3 separate regions of the Mus musculus genome follow, and all the other regions are linked to region 2. A link is a contact called in public promoter capture Hi-C data. All regions are on one chromosome and are shown on one strand. The core of a region is the stretch at or near the end of the contact, and the rest is flanking DNA. Distances in the headings are between cores, read along the strand shown. Region 1 holds the start of Pcif1 (PDX1 C-terminal inhibiting factor 1). Region 2 holds the start of Pkig (protein kinase inhibitor, gamma). Region 3 holds the start of Mmp9 (matrix metallopeptidase 9).

What was found. Promoter capture Hi-C pulls out the DNA fragments that hold promoters and counts their contacts.
Region 1: a promoter capture Hi-C map of pre-B cells shows a contact between it and region 2, with 2.2 times the contacts expected there. The contact joins the promoter of Pcif1 here to the promoter of Pkig in region 2.
Region 3: a contact with region 2 is called in a promoter capture Hi-C map of neutrophils, with 5 times the contacts expected there. The contact joins the promoter of Mmp9 here to the promoter of Pkig in region 2.

What each region holds. Positions count from the first base shown.
Region 1 is chr2:164,876,818-164,881,612 of GRCm38.p6, reverse strand. Pcif1 (PDX1 C-terminal inhibiting factor 1) reads right to left here and starts at 2,245. Exons shown (of 17, transcript NM_146129.3): 1 at 2,124-2,245. It overlaps 4930445K14Rik (a long non-coding RNA gene), which reads left to right. Exons shown (of 2, transcript XR_003953757.1): 2 at 1,572-4,795.
Region 2 is chr2:163,656,521-163,661,591 of GRCm38.p6, reverse strand. It overlaps Pkig (protein kinase inhibitor, gamma), which reads right to left and starts at 3,206. Exons shown (of 4, transcript NM_001039391.2): 1 at 3,100-3,206.
Region 3 is chr2:164,945,598-164,950,276 of GRCm38.p6, reverse strand. It overlaps Mmp9 (matrix metallopeptidase 9), which reads right to left and starts at 2,058. Exons shown (of 13, transcript NM_013599.4): 1 at 1,880-2,058; 2 at 1,213-1,442; 3 at 846-994; 4 at 440-568; 5 at 157-330. The coding sequence starts at 2,020.

The DNA.
Region 1 (4,795 bases), core at 996-3,495, 1.2 Mb before region 2:
TCCTCCTGCTTTGGTCTCCGGGATTAGCTAAGGTTACAGCGTGGACCACAGGACTTGCTTTACTGGTTATCAAGGCCAGATCTGAGAGTGCTAAGTAGGGAGGGTTCCAGTAAGCAACTCCATCTGCAAGCCTGGAATTGACTTTTTCTTTCTTTTCTTTTCTTGTTTTTTTTTTTTTTTCCTCTTTCTGTTCTTGGCTTGAGATGAGGACTCAAATTGGTAGCTGAATATGACCCCAAATCCCAACCTGTCCTCTTCTTCGACCGACCTCCCAAGTGTTAGGGTTACAGGTGAAAGCCACCATGATCAGCTCTCTTTCTGAACTAGCCCTGCCTTTCTTCAACCACTGGGCTCAAGAGATCCTTCCGTTTCAGCCTTCCCGTTAGGTGGAATATAGACATATGCCAATGGTAATCATGTTTTCATTTTGCACAACGGAGCCCTGATACATTGCCAATCAAAGTGTCTGTAAACCAAAGCAAAGGGTGCAAAGCGAACGTAAGGAAAGTTGGGGCACTATCTCAAGCCACCCACAACTAAGAAAAGACACACTTCTTTGGCTGTCTTGAAATAAATAAAAATAAAAACATGCAAACACGTATAACACATCTTGTCCACCTTTATTGAAAATTTTGTGTCCCCCAAAATGTGAAGGATGCACCTGGTAGATGCAGTTGTTAGAGAAGGCAGAAGCAGCCCGGCCTCGTGCCACCTAAACAGGACACTACAGCAATCCCAAACCAGCTGAACCCCAACGACACCTATTTGCAGTTAGAAGCAGGAGGGGTAGAACTACCAAAGAATTTGTAACTTTAGGGCAGGGTCTCACACAGCTGAAACTGGCGTAAAACTCCTAATGATCCTGCCGGAATCGGAGTGTTAAAGATTATCGCCCTTAGTCATCCTATCCTGCCTTGGTCATCCATCCATCTCTTAAGTGCTAGAATTTCAGATCTGTGCCTTCACCCTCGACAAGATTTTATTTTTAAACGCACCCCAGATGGGACTGGGAGACAAGATGACACACTTTTGCACTTTACACAGCTTGAAAATGTTAACTTGGAACTTGTTAAGTGCTGGTAATAAAGCTACTTAGTACACTGACTGCCCGGCATATGTGAAACCTAGGGTTATATCCCCAGTACCACATACACACACATTAGAGCCAGGTGTAGTGACAGACGACTTTAATCCCAGCACTAAAGACACAGGGTTTCTGTGAATTCGAGGGCAGCCTGTTCCACATAGTGAGTTACAGGATAGCCAGGGCTACACAGAGACCCTGTCTTTTAAAAATAAGATAAACTCGCGTAGATAGGTGCAGCAGGTCTCTGGCCAAAACGCCAGCTCTGAAGTTGGCCAGACCCAAGTTCAAGGCCGTGCTGCCGTCCTGACACCTACGTCAGAACCATCTGACCCCTGCACCGTAGTCTAGCGTTCTGTGGACTCTCGCTGCTGCTCCCATTAAGTGACTGTTTTCACTTAGCCTGTGCCTTCCGGACCCCCACGCATACCAAAGTCGGAGAAGCGCAGCGTAGTCTAGAGACAAACAACTGTATCTGCGCAAGCAGCGGAACTCGGACTAGAAAATGCATCCGATTCCGGGATTGGAGGAACATGGGCGGGATCACATACCAGAGTACCAATCATAACGCCCCGGCTCTGGTGGGCGGAGCCACGCAGGCGCACAGACGGGAACCCTCCCCCACCCCGCTCCCAGCGCGCTCCCGCCTGCCCCTCCCGCAAGCCCAGCGGGGGCGGGAAGTCTGGCGCGCGCGCGCCGGCCCTTCGCCCGGGCTCCGCCCCCCGCCCTGCCGCGCGCTCCCGCCCCCGGGCTGAGGCGACTCTGAGTCGGAGCCCGACACAAAGGCGGTGGCGACGGCGGCAGCGGCAGCAGCGAAGGGACCCTAGAGGCCGCTCCGCCCGGGCTCTCCGGGCCCACTGCACTCACCCCAGCCGGCAGTCCTGCTGCCCACCCGCGGCTCTAAGATGGCGGCGACGAAAGAGACCGGGCGAGCGGCAGCCCCGAGCGGGAAGCGCCGGAGGGGCCTCCGCCGTCCTGCTTCGGACTCCCGGACCCAGGCGCGGCACGCAGCGGGACCGTGGCTTCCTGGGGCTCTTACCTGCCCGAAGCGGACTCGAGGGGATGCGGCCACACGTTCTGCTCGACCGCCCGTTTTGCCGCCTCCGCCTCGCCCTCCCCAGCGCCGCTGCCGCCATCTTGTGTCCCGGGCCGGGACTCCGCGCTGCGCATGCGTCGGTACCGCCTCTGAAGGACCTCGCCACGGCCGCGCCGCCATCTTGAGTGTGGCAACGTTGACTGGCTCCCCAGACCTTGATGGCTTTCGCCCCCACCCCCCGCCCCCAACTCCCCATTTTCCGGTTGATCTGGGTGGTCCCTTGTGGTCCTGAGGATGGGGAAAAACAGCGTTGCTATTCTTGAAACGTAGGTGGGAAGGAAGGAATCTATCGCACACCCCTGCCTCAGTTTCCCTGCCGAACGCATTCGCAGGGGCTGAAGATCTAGGACACTTTAGGGGGCACGAAGCTGGTCTAGAGTCTTCTGGGGGCTCTGGCTCAGTTGCCGACATAGGCGGAGCGGTGACGTAGGCCCTGCACGTTGGGTCCTGGCCTGCACAGTGCTCTGCCGCTTCCAGCTGGTGTCCTCTCGGGGCCTCTGCCCTCTAAGGGTCCTGGAATGTTAACTCTCTCTGCCTAGAGGCCAGGTGACGAAGACGTGCAAATCGAACCTTTGCGCGTTAGCAACCTGCTCACAAATTGCTCTTGAATAGTCGTAGCTTTTGGAGGAGTGCAAATAGGGTAGATGTGGCTTTGGGCAGTTGTAAAGTTGTGAAGGCTGCACACAGCTTAGTGGGAGACGCTTCTGCAAGGGGCCATCGTCGGGCTCCCTTCCGGAATTAGGCTCCTAGCTCCACCCACTTGTGGCCTCCTAAGGAAGCTGTTGCCCAGTTAAGGTAACTTGAAAGGAGGACAAGTTTGCCACCTGCTGCTGGACTAGCGTAGCAGATGGCCCAGCTGGTCAGCCTCTCAGGTCTATGACGCTGTCGGCGCTGGCTGCCCAGTAACTTGGAGCTGGAATGTTGGGAGGTCAGGAAAAATGGTCAACAATATAAACTAGTAAGAGTTGGAGGAGGATCTTGTCTAGTCTGCCCACAGACACCTGACCATCGACCCCAGGTGTGTCCATCTTAGGGATTTTTTTGTTCTTTTGGTTTTTTGATAGTTCTGCTATATAACCCTGGCAGACCAGGAACTCAGCAGTCTGTCTGCCTGCTGGGTGCTGAAATTAAAAGCATACACCATCATGCATCTCGAATCTTGGGAGACTGATAAAGGGTCACTAGTTTGAGAGGTCAGCAGGGCTACAAGATACTTGCTTTAAAAAGGAAAGTTTAACTTGGGAGGCAGAGGCAGGCAGATTTCTGAGTTCGAGGCCAGCCTGGACTACAGAGTGAGTTCCAGGACAGCCAGGGCTACACAGAGAAACCCTGTCTCGGGAAGAAAAAAAAAAAAAAAAAAAAAAAGGAAAGTTTAAAAGGGGAGTTGGTTAGGGGTGTAACTCAGTGTTTCCCTAACCTCTGACCCTGTTCCAGTTCTGGTTTTTGGTTTGGTTTTTTTTTTTTTTTTTTTTTTAAAGATTTATTTATTATATGTAAGTACACTGAAGCTGTCTTCAGACACTCCAGAAGAGGGCGCCAGATCTCGTTACGGATGGTTGTGAGCCACCATGTGGTTGCTGGGATCTGAACTCCTGACCTTCGGAAGAGCAGTCGGGTGCTCTTACCCACTGAGCCATCTCACCAGCCCCTTGGTTTGGTTTTTAAGCTAGCCAGGTGCGATAGTTCCTTTACCCGCAGGACTCCTAGCTCCATAGGGAGTTCCAGACCTGATCTTTTTCAAACAAACGCAAATGGAGTCAAGAGTGTGCACACCTGAGACCCCCAACAGCACTGGAAAGGCAGAAGCAGGAGGAGGCTAAGTCGTACATCAGTCAGCCTGGCCTACACAATGTAGTGGAACTCTCAAGCAAAACCAGAGCAGTGCACAAGAGCTGGACATGGTGGTCCTTGTCTCTAGGTCCAGAGACTAGGGAAGCTGAAGGAGGAGCCTGGGTAACAGGGAAATGCCATCTGAAGAAGGAAAGACAAGCCTGCCTGCAGAAAGTCATTGCATCAACTACATAAAGTGGAGGATGGTGGCACTAAGGCCACTTTACCACCTCACCAAGCAGAAGCTCCTGCAGGTGGTAGTCTACTTCTGTAACAGTCGCTCCCTGCTTTTACAGCCTTGCTACCTGACACTGAGCCATTCTAAGACCAGCTTGATCTATCCAGCAAGATGCTGTCTGCCTCTGCCCTCCTGAACCCCTTTGTGTATTCCTGGGATGTCACTAATTTCCCCATGCTTTACATAATTCACCCTTCAGGTCCAGGAAGCCTTCCTGACTTCCACCTTCCAATTCATCCTCCCACTTCTGTATTCTCATGTTTTGAGCTTACAGGATTTGTCCACTTCCTTTGCCTGTCCTGTACAGGACTTCTTCCGAGCCAAACCTACCATGTTCAAGATTTTTTTTTTTAAGATTTATCTACTATTATACATAAATACACTGTAGCTGATTTCAGATGCACCAGAAGAGGGTATCAGATCTCATTATGGGTGGTTGTGAGCCACCATGTGGTTGCTGGGATTTGAACTCAGAACCTTTGGAGGAGCAGTCAGTGCTCTTACTGAGCCATCTCACCAGCCCAATCTTAGTCCACCAGCTTGTGAA
Region 2 (5,071 bases), core at 1,957-4,456:
CATTACACTGAAGCTTTGGAAGCTGGGACATTAGAGATTCCACCCCCGCCATTTCGCCACATCTGCTCAGTCAGGGCTCTAGTGACCTTGGAACTGATTTATTCAGATGGAACCTTCTGACTTTAATTGCAGCTGCTGGCCACCTGACCACACATTCTTGGTTTCCTCTTACTTCCAGAGCCATTTCTTCTTGGTGTCACCTAAATGAATGGTTCTTCCAAGACTGCAAAGCAGCAGCCTGGGCCTTTAAAAATCTCTCATTATCTTCCAGTATTATTGGGGTTTGGGGGAAGAGAGCGGGTTGTTTCGTTGACACAGGGCCTGGCTATGGAGTCCAGGCTGGCCCCGTACTCCTGACCCTCCTGCTTCAGCCTCTGAGTTCTGGATTGCAGGTGTGAAGCACCACAGCTGCTCAGCACTGACATTCCTCTTGGAGCTGAAGTGAACTGCTTTCACCTCCATAAACACACTAATACTGCCCAGTGTGGTAGCACACCTTTAATTCTAGTACTCTGGAGGCAGAGGCAGAGGAGCCACTGTACGTTTTAGGCCAGCTTGACCTACAAAACAAGGTCTCAAAATAAACAAATTCACAAATAAACTTGTGTGTGCATGTGCATGCTGAGATGAGGTCTCATTCAGCCCAGCCTAGCCTTGAACTTGTTCTGGAGCCAGGGCTTAAACTCTTGGTCCTCCTGCCTCCACCTCCAACTGCTGGAAAGACAGGCAGGTGCCACGCTGGGCTCAGTGACATTGCTTTTGTTTTGTTTTGTTTTGTTTTGAGACAGGGTTTCTCTGTATAGCCCTGGATGTCCTGGAACTCACTTTGTAGACCAGGCTGGTCTCGAACTCAGAAATCCACCTGCCTCTGCCTCTGCCTCCCGAGTGCTGGGATGAAAGGCGTGTGCCACCATGCCCGGCTTGACATTGCTTTTCAATATTGTAAAATACTGTCTTTTTCCATTCTCACCATCTCTCCAGATAGAGCTAATTCTCACTACTCCCTCCCCCAACCTCCAGACTAGATTGTATTCACCTGATCAGAAACACCCAGCAACACCTCCCATTACACTGCCACTGCCAGCCTAATTTCCCAACTAGGCCCTGATCTCCACGATAAGAACCAGCTTTCTCATCCAGCTCTGCCCAGTGCCTGGCACCTCACACTTCCTATGGGTTAGATGTAGTTTGTGTGCACGTCCCAAGGGTTCACATGCTGACATTTCTGCTTCAGATGGTGAGTGAAGACAGGGGAAACCACACTGACATAGTGTCCAGAGGAAGAAGGCAGCATCAGATAAGGTCAGAGGTTGTAACTGGATCCTGGAACTGCCTGAGAGAAGGTCATGGGTAAACAGCTCTGAGGCAGTACCCCTGCCTGCTGTGGACAAGGGTCTCTTCGACCCCCACATCACAAAAAGAGGAACCCTTGAACTCCCCATCTTGTGATATGCTCAACAAGCTGAGCCCTCTCAGGACTCTGCCATAAAAAGAACATGGTCAGAAGTGGGCTCCAAGAATCTCCAGAACTGTAAGCTAAAGAAACCTCTTCTCTCTCTCTCTTTTTAAAGATTTATTGTTATATGTAAGTACACTGTAGCTGTCTTCAGACACACCAGAAGAGGGCATCGTATCTCATTACAGATGATTGCTGGGATTTGAACTCAGAACCTTCAGAAGATCAGTCGGTGCTCTTAACCACTGAGCCATCTCGCCTGCCCCGAAACCTCTAATCTTGCTAAAGCGAGTATGTAGTTTTAATAATGAAAAAAAGGTCTAAGATAATTGTCAATATCTGTTTTTTTTTTTGTTTTGAATCGCCATAAAGAACTGGCTGCAAAGCAAAAAATAATAGCAAGGAGACCAAAGAGGGTGAGAGGTCTACTTCTGATCAAGGGCGCGCATAGAATCGCGGAAGCGCATGCGCACACGCTCACCCGCTTCTAATTAGACGCCTCTGCAAGCTCACAAACTCAGGAGCAGAGACATGAGAGTCAGGAGTTCAAGGCAAAGCCTCAGCTACACAGCAGCATTAATCAAGACCAGACTGTAGGCCACAAAATCCTGTATTAAAACAAACAAATCCCTTGAGGGTTCACAAAAAATAAAAAGCAAACATCCTAAAACTTTACCCATAACGCCACCTCCGACCCTAAAAAAAGTCTGTCAAGAAGAGCCGAGGCTTATCCTTCAAACATCAAGTAGACACTCTTGCTACCTTTTGGACTCCCTTCCAGCCTGAAATTCTTGGGAGAGTCTCTAGAAGTTTGGCTGTCTCCTCAAGGCACCGTTTTCCTAACACTAGGCACACACACCAGACTAGTCTTCTGGCCAAGACAAAAGGCAAGCTACATACCTCCTTTTGGAAGTAACCTTCTAGTGTAATCCTCTCTCTCTGATCACCTCTGAAGGTCTACAACAGCCTCCACTGCATTCAGCTTCCTGTACGTGTAAAACCATAGCTCAAATTACACCAAAAACCAGTCCATAGGTCAGTTTCCTACGGGCAGGAGTGGAGTTCCCTAAGGACAAGACGTCTCATTCACTTTTTTTTTTTTTTAAACCGCTGGCGATCAGCCCAGGCCCTGGTTCTCAATAAATACTCAATGATGCTCCTCGTAGTAGTAACAAGAAAAGCGCCCATGTAGTGAGGATTTTAAATATAAAAACACGTTTTGATCATCTTATAAGACAGGTATTATTATCCCCATTGTGCAGGTGAGAAAACTGACTCAGAAATAAGTCCGATCTCGCCGACCTCCCACCACCACCACCAACGAAGAGCGACACACGCAGACGTTCTCTTCAGTTCCTAGCTACTCCGCGACCAACCCTCATAAAATAGGAGCTTTTTAAAAATTACTATTTAAAAGGAAAACTTTCGAGTGAGGCTCCAGAGATACATAGGAATAAAAGCGGAAAGCGCACCCACCCGAACTCGGCCGGGGTCAGAGGGCGTCGCAGGCGCCAGCTCGCGGGCCCAAGGGACAAAGGTCCGGCCCTCTGTCCTTGCCTGGCGTCCCCGCGACCCGTTCCTCGCCGGTCGCCCGGCGGACCGCTCCTCTCCGGGTCACGTTCACCCGCTCTACCGCCGCTTACCTGCCGCCTTGTCGCCTCGTAGAGCCCCGGCCGCCGGCGCGAGCGCCTCCCCGGGGCCGCCTGGCGCCCGCAGCCCGCCGCCGAGCCGTTGCCTAGGCGACGCGACTGCCGAACTCCCGCGTCGCTTGCTCTACGGCGGCCGGGAAGGGACGCGACTGGGAGCAATGGGCGGAGGAAGGAAAGCGGTCCTGAGGCTGGGGTCTTAGCTCTCCAGAGAGGTGGCCAGTGAAAGATGAGCATGGAGGCCATCGAGGCTCTAGGTGAGGGCTTGTCCCTCGGATGTTTATGCCACCAGATGTAGCTTTTTTTTTTTTAATTACTTTTTTGATGGTGGTACACATGCTCTATTACTGAGCTACAAGCCCAGCCCTCTGACTGAAAATAAAGACTAGAAAAATTGATGTGGAGTGACAAATTCCTCTGTCATAATCTCTGAAACGAAGGGGTGTGGCAAAAAAGTAAAAGTTTTTTGTTTTTGTTTTTTTTTGGGGGGGGGGGCACGAAAATTTAAACACCAGAATTAATTTCAGCATGGGAAATAATTAATTCATATTCAGCAATTAGGTTTCCTGGGGGAAATCCTGCAAATATAAGGGACCCTAAGTTCAAAGGGTGCTCCTAGCTGGTGTGGAGCTCGTATCCACTTGGGGGAAAAACTATGAATTAGACTAAATCTGAATTCAGATTAAATCAGTTGATTGCTACCACTAACAGAATCACAGCCTTGGATGGCAGCCTTAGAGCCAAATCAAAAGATTGCCTTGCCAAGGAGTGGCTAAAGGAAGGGTTTACAAAGATGGACATCAGCAGTGGGCATCACAGTTATCTCATGCTTGGTGGAACCCACAGCTGGGGGAAGAACTGGCTTTCCTCCTCTCAGTTGTTTCTCATCCCACTGTACAGAGGGAAAGGGTCCGCCTCATCCCAGTCCCAGAGCCATAAGCAGGTTTACAGAAGCCAGAGCAAAGGGGTTGACTACCTCACAGAAGCAATGTCCTGTTTCCTCTTCTTGTCTCACATAGGGAAGGCCTGTAGGCCCCTAGGATTCTCCTGCATTTTAGGTCAGAATGGCTTCTTAAGCTATTTAAGGAGTTCTTGGTACACCTTAAGTTCCTTAGTTATTATAGGAGAGTCACATATAAATTGTCACACAAGCTAGACCACTCAGGGGAAATGGAAAGTGTCATTAATGACTGAGAGAGTGGTTTCTTCCAGGACAGCCAGGGCTACACAGAGAAACCCGGTCTCGAAACAAACAAACAAACAAACAAACATATCACTAACTTGGGGCTATGTGGTTAAGAGGACCTATCACACTCCCAGAAAACCCTGTTTCAATTCCCAGCAACTGCATGATACCTAACAGCTGTCTGTAGCTCCAGTTTCAGGGGATTTTTATGTCCTCTGGCCTCTGTGGGCACCAGGCACATACATGGTGCACAGACATGCATGTAGACGAAACATTCATACACATAAAATAAAATTCCCCTACACATTTGTCGCAGATGTGCAGCTTGGTCATCATGTGGGTCCCCAAACAACTGGAGCATGGGCTGTCTCTGACTCTGCTGCCTGCCATTGGATCTCCTTCCCCTAGCTGGATTGCCTGGTGGGGCTTCCCACACGCGGCGGGAGAGGATATACTTAGCACCTGCTGTGACTTGGTGTTCCAGGGCTGGTTGGTATACAAAGAGGGCTTTCCCTTCTCTGAAGAGAAGGGAAGAGAAGATAATGGGGAGAGGAAGAGGAGGGTGAGACTGGGAAGAGAGGAGGGAGAGGGCTATTACCAGGATGTAAAGTGAATAAATAAATTAATGAAAAAGAAATGAAATGAAATAAAAAGAATTTTTTAAATATCTTTTTAAAAAAAAACAGAGATCAGACTCTGATCTGAGCATGCTCACTTGGACACTGAAACTGTGATCGAAAGCTTGGGATAAGATTTTTTTCTGAGGGGATAGCTCAGTTGGTA
Region 3 (4,679 bases), core at 809-3,308, 1.3 Mb before region 2:
CCAAGCCCGGCCCCAGCATGCGTCTCATTTCACAGAGGGGACCAGACCCAGGGAGAGGGCGAGTAGCCACACCACTGATGGCAAAGAGAGACTGGGAAAGAAGATTCTGGAACCTTCAAGGCGGCGCCCCGCTCCCCACCCCCAGCGCATACTCACTCTCACTAGGGCAGAAACCAAATTTGCCGTCCTTATCGTAGTCAGCTGTTGTGCTACACCAAGGCGTGCCGTCGTTGCGGCCGTCTGTGGTGCAGGCCGAATAGGAGCGTCCCTCGAAGGTGAAGGGAAAGTGACATGGGGCACCATTTGAGTTTCCATAGTAAGTGGGGATCACTGTAGAAAGGAGGCTAGAGTCAGGGCGTCTGGCCACACACCAGTGTAAGAGAAGGGAGTTGGGACAGGGGTGGGGATGGGGCGGATACTGGAAGGCTCAGGATCTCACCGACGCCTTTGCCCAGCGACCACAACTCGTCGTCGTCGAAATGGGCATCTCCCTGAACGCCGGCGCCAGGGGGAAAGGCGTGTGCCAGAAGGCCGTCCTTGCCGTCGAAGGGATACCCGTCTCCGTGCTCTGCAAGAGGCCATCGGAGAGGAAGGGACTCAATCAGCAACACTTTGCTCTCTTTAAGGGCAAGAGACTGAAAGCGACTGTGTCTCCCGCTGAGCAGCGCACCAGACTTTGAGAAGAGGTGACTGCGACTCCAAAGCCGCTGGGGGTTGGGGGAGGTCATTTGTGGAAGCAGCGACTAGGGATTGTGGGGCAGGCATAAGAGCGGACAGATCTGCTGTCCCTTCTACTCTGTCCGTGGTCGTCCCTCCCATAGCCTGCCCAGCCCGGGAATTCTCACCCGCGACACCAAACTGGATGACAATGTCCGCTTCGGGTCCGTACACGCGGGTGAAGGTGAGGGGTGCCACCTCGCCCCACACCGCGAAGGCGCGCGCGAAGGCGTCATCGATCATGTCTCGCGGCAAGTCTTCAGAGTAGTTTTGGATCCTGGAGGTGAAAAGCCAGCGTCGATGGGGGATCGGGCATGCACGGATTACAAATGGGGGTGGGCGGGGCAGCAGCTACACCACGATCGCTTCAAAACACACAGGGCTGCAGCCTCTCTCGGAACTTGTATTGCTAAGGATCCCTTGTGTTCAGCTAACCGGAGGTGCAAACTGGCCTCCAGTCCCACCCAGGCACCTGCTTCTAGCCCGACATCTCACCAGTATGTGATGTTATGATGGTCCCACTTGAGGCCTTTGAAGGTTTGGAATCGACCCACGTCTGGGACACCACAGCGTGGTGTTCGAATGGCCTTTAGTGTCTGGCTGTCCAGCTCACCAGTCTGGGGCAGGGAGAGCTGCTTCTGAAGCATCAGCAAAGCCGGCCGTAGAGACTGCTTCTCTCCCATCATCTGGGCGGCCCGGGTGTAACCATAGCGGTACAAGTATGCCTGTGGATGGAGGAAGGGGCAGAGACATCACAGAGTTCTGGCACCTTGGCTCTGGACCTCTGGGCCACATGCTTAGGGACTCTACGGCCAGGACACCAGTTCTTCCTACACAGCTAGAATTCCCCTATCCTGAGGACAGCATCACACCTCGACCTCAGATGATATAAACCATGCCTACCCCTCAGCCCCACTAGAGTTTAACTGTTCACTGCCAACCTGCGCCATGTCACAACCCTTCGAAGCCGAACCCAATCTGTCCCTCCAACAGACCCGAATCTGCCCAGAGCCTCCAGACCACCTACCCCCTACTGCCTAACCCTGGCAGACATGCCCATCACCCCCAAATCCAGAAAGCATATCTGAGGCCCCATTCCTTGGGAGAGGGGGACATCTTCCTGACCAGCCCTTCTCAGCTATCCACCGAGCCATCTGTCTACCTCTGCCAGCTGGGTGTCCGTGAGGTTGGAGGTTTTCAGGTCTTTGGGGAAGACCACAAAAGTCGGCTGGCGCTGGTAAGGGGCAGCAGAGCTGCAGCCGAAAGCCAGGAGAGCCAGGAGCAGGGGCTGCCAGGGACTCATGGTGAGGACCGCAGCTTCTGGCTAACGCTGCCTTTGCAGAGATTTTAAAGAGGCAGTAAAACGGAATCAGTGACCCCGCCCCTCCCCTCCAGGCTTATGCTGACTCAGCGTGTGTGTGTGTGTGTGTGTGTGTGTGTGTGTGTGTGTGTGTGTGTGTGTGTTTACACTACCCCCTCCCTTATGCCCTGCCCACAGTCCCCCATTGCCAAGTCAGGCAGGACCCCCAGACCCACAGGAAACCACAGAACTCAGGGTTTAGTTTCTGCAAACTGCAGACTTTGTGGGAAAGGGAAGGAGGGTGTGCAGGATGGGGCATTCACCTAGCCCTAGGTCTGACGGCCCTGACTGATCAGCCCAGTAAAAGACTGGGAGACCTGAGGCCCGAGACCCCTCTTCCTTGGGCTTCTGAGACACCCCCTCCCTGGCCAGAGTGCAGCCTGGAGCCCATCCCCACACTGTAGGTTCTATCCTCTCATCCCCGCCCCCTGATAGAGTCTTTGACTCAGCTTCCTCTCCTGGCCTCTGGGAGCAGGCTCTTTGAGGCAGGATTTGGGGAATTCCATGGGGCAAACCCCTAGCTCCAGCAGGCTGACTCCTTGGGGAAGGAAAGATGAGCCTGGGGGGCGGGGGGACACACACATGTGGGAGCAAGCAGAAGCTTCATCCTTCTCAGGCTAGCACTATCCTTCCTCTTCTGTTTAAAGAACAAAAACAGACCCTTTGTCGCTCAAGCCTTTGTCCCTATATTGATCTGAGGATAAAATGAGACTCTCGAAACACAGAAAAACCACTTTCAGCAGTGTTCACGAGACCTCAGTTGATGGTGTCAGGTTTGTGATTGGAAATTAGGAGACTGGGGTCTTGGCTCTAAGCCTTGGGGTGACCTGGATGGGGCAAACACCTTCCTCTCCCGAGCTGTGAGATCGTCATGGACCCTTCCCCTCCTCCAGCCCTGCCCTGCTCCACTCAGGAAAGCTTTGGCACAGTCTTGCCAACAGCCGGCAGCCCCCGGCCTTCCATCCTCCTCGCCTGCCACCATGGTGGAGCAGGGCCTTGATCTGTCTTCAGCAAGCTGTTCTGACTAAGCCTCCTGTGTGCCCAGACCTTCATGTGCTTCCCAACGAACAGACCTGTGAGCCGGAGAGAGAGAGCTGGGTGTTCTCCCAAGCTTCTCTTAGATGCTTCTCACTGGTGAGCTCCAGCACTGAATTGCAGTTCTGGGTCTACCATTTCCCAACCTCGTCATTTCCCAACCACCTTGGGCAAGGCATTTCACCTCCAGGCCGCAGTGATCATTCACTTTTTTGATTTATTGTGTTGGACGTTGTGATACGCTCTCTACAAAACTCTCCTATATATTGCTATCCCATATGTGTGAGACTGTGTGTGTGTCCATATGTGAGTCTGTGTCTGTGTATGAGTGTGTGTGTGTGTGTATGCCCAAGCCTCTAGGGTCTCACACATGCTAGGCAAGTACTCTACAACTGAGCTGTTCCTAGTCCTTGTTTTTGTTTGTTAATTTGTTTTAGTGTGTGTGTGTGCGTGTGTGTGTGTGTGTGTGTGTGTGTTTGTGTGTGTGTGTTTGTGTGTGTGTTTGTGTGTGTGTGTGCATATGTGTGTGTGCAGGGACACACATCCATGACTGCCAAGGCAAGAGGAGATGTTGGCTGTCCCCCTCTGTCATCTTTCCTTTTGTTCCTTTGAGGCAGAGTCTCCCTAAACTTAAGAGCCCAGGGATTTGCAGCCAGGCTGGCCGCCAGCAAGCCTTGGTAACCCTGTCTCAGAGTCTCCATCTGTCAGTGTTGGAGGTGAGCAAGTAGGTGCCGCACCCAGCTGTTTACGTGGATGTTGTAGCTCCGAAGTCGGGTCCTCCTGCTTCTACAATGAATGCTCTGACCCACTTGGCCATTTCCCCAGCCCACCCTCCATCTATTGAGACAAAGTCCAATTGGAAGTCAGGCTTGTGCTGAACTCCCATCCCCTGCCTCTGCCTCCCAAGCGCTGTGTCATAGGTGTGCACACTATGCCTGGCTAACAAGGTTAGTTTGGGAGGTAACTCTGGCTTTTCTGGAATAGGAAACTTCAACTCAGAGCAGTCAAGGGACTTGCCCATGATCTCAGGTCCCCGTGATCTGGTGGTGCACGCCTTTAATCCCAGCACTTGGGAGGCAGAGGCAGGCAGATTTCTGAGTTCGAGGCCAGCCTGGTCTACGAAGTGAGTTCCAGGACAGCCAGGGCTATACAGAGAAACCCTGTCTCGAAAAAACAAAAAACCAAAAAAAAACCAGAGAGCCAGGGTACAAGATTCTCATCTGCTGTGGGGACGGAGCGGATCAGAGTACAGGTGAATGAAATGGGTGGGTTTCCAGGGCTTTGCCACCTGAACCCTTCTCTTCCCCTGCTACCTTAGTACGATAAGGCTGGAGGCTCAGGACTTTGAGGGGTCACATGCTGAAGACAGGGTCCCAGGGTAACCATATTACAGACCTGGGACTGTGGGGCCAAAGACTAATACAAGATTTGAAATGGAAACAAAATAAGAGGACCTCCCATCCTGATCTTCATCGAGGTGACAGACAAGAACTTCAGAGGAATCTATGCAGTATTCCCATCTTGCCAGCAACTGCGTTAAGGATGCTGAACATGTGGATGTGATGTC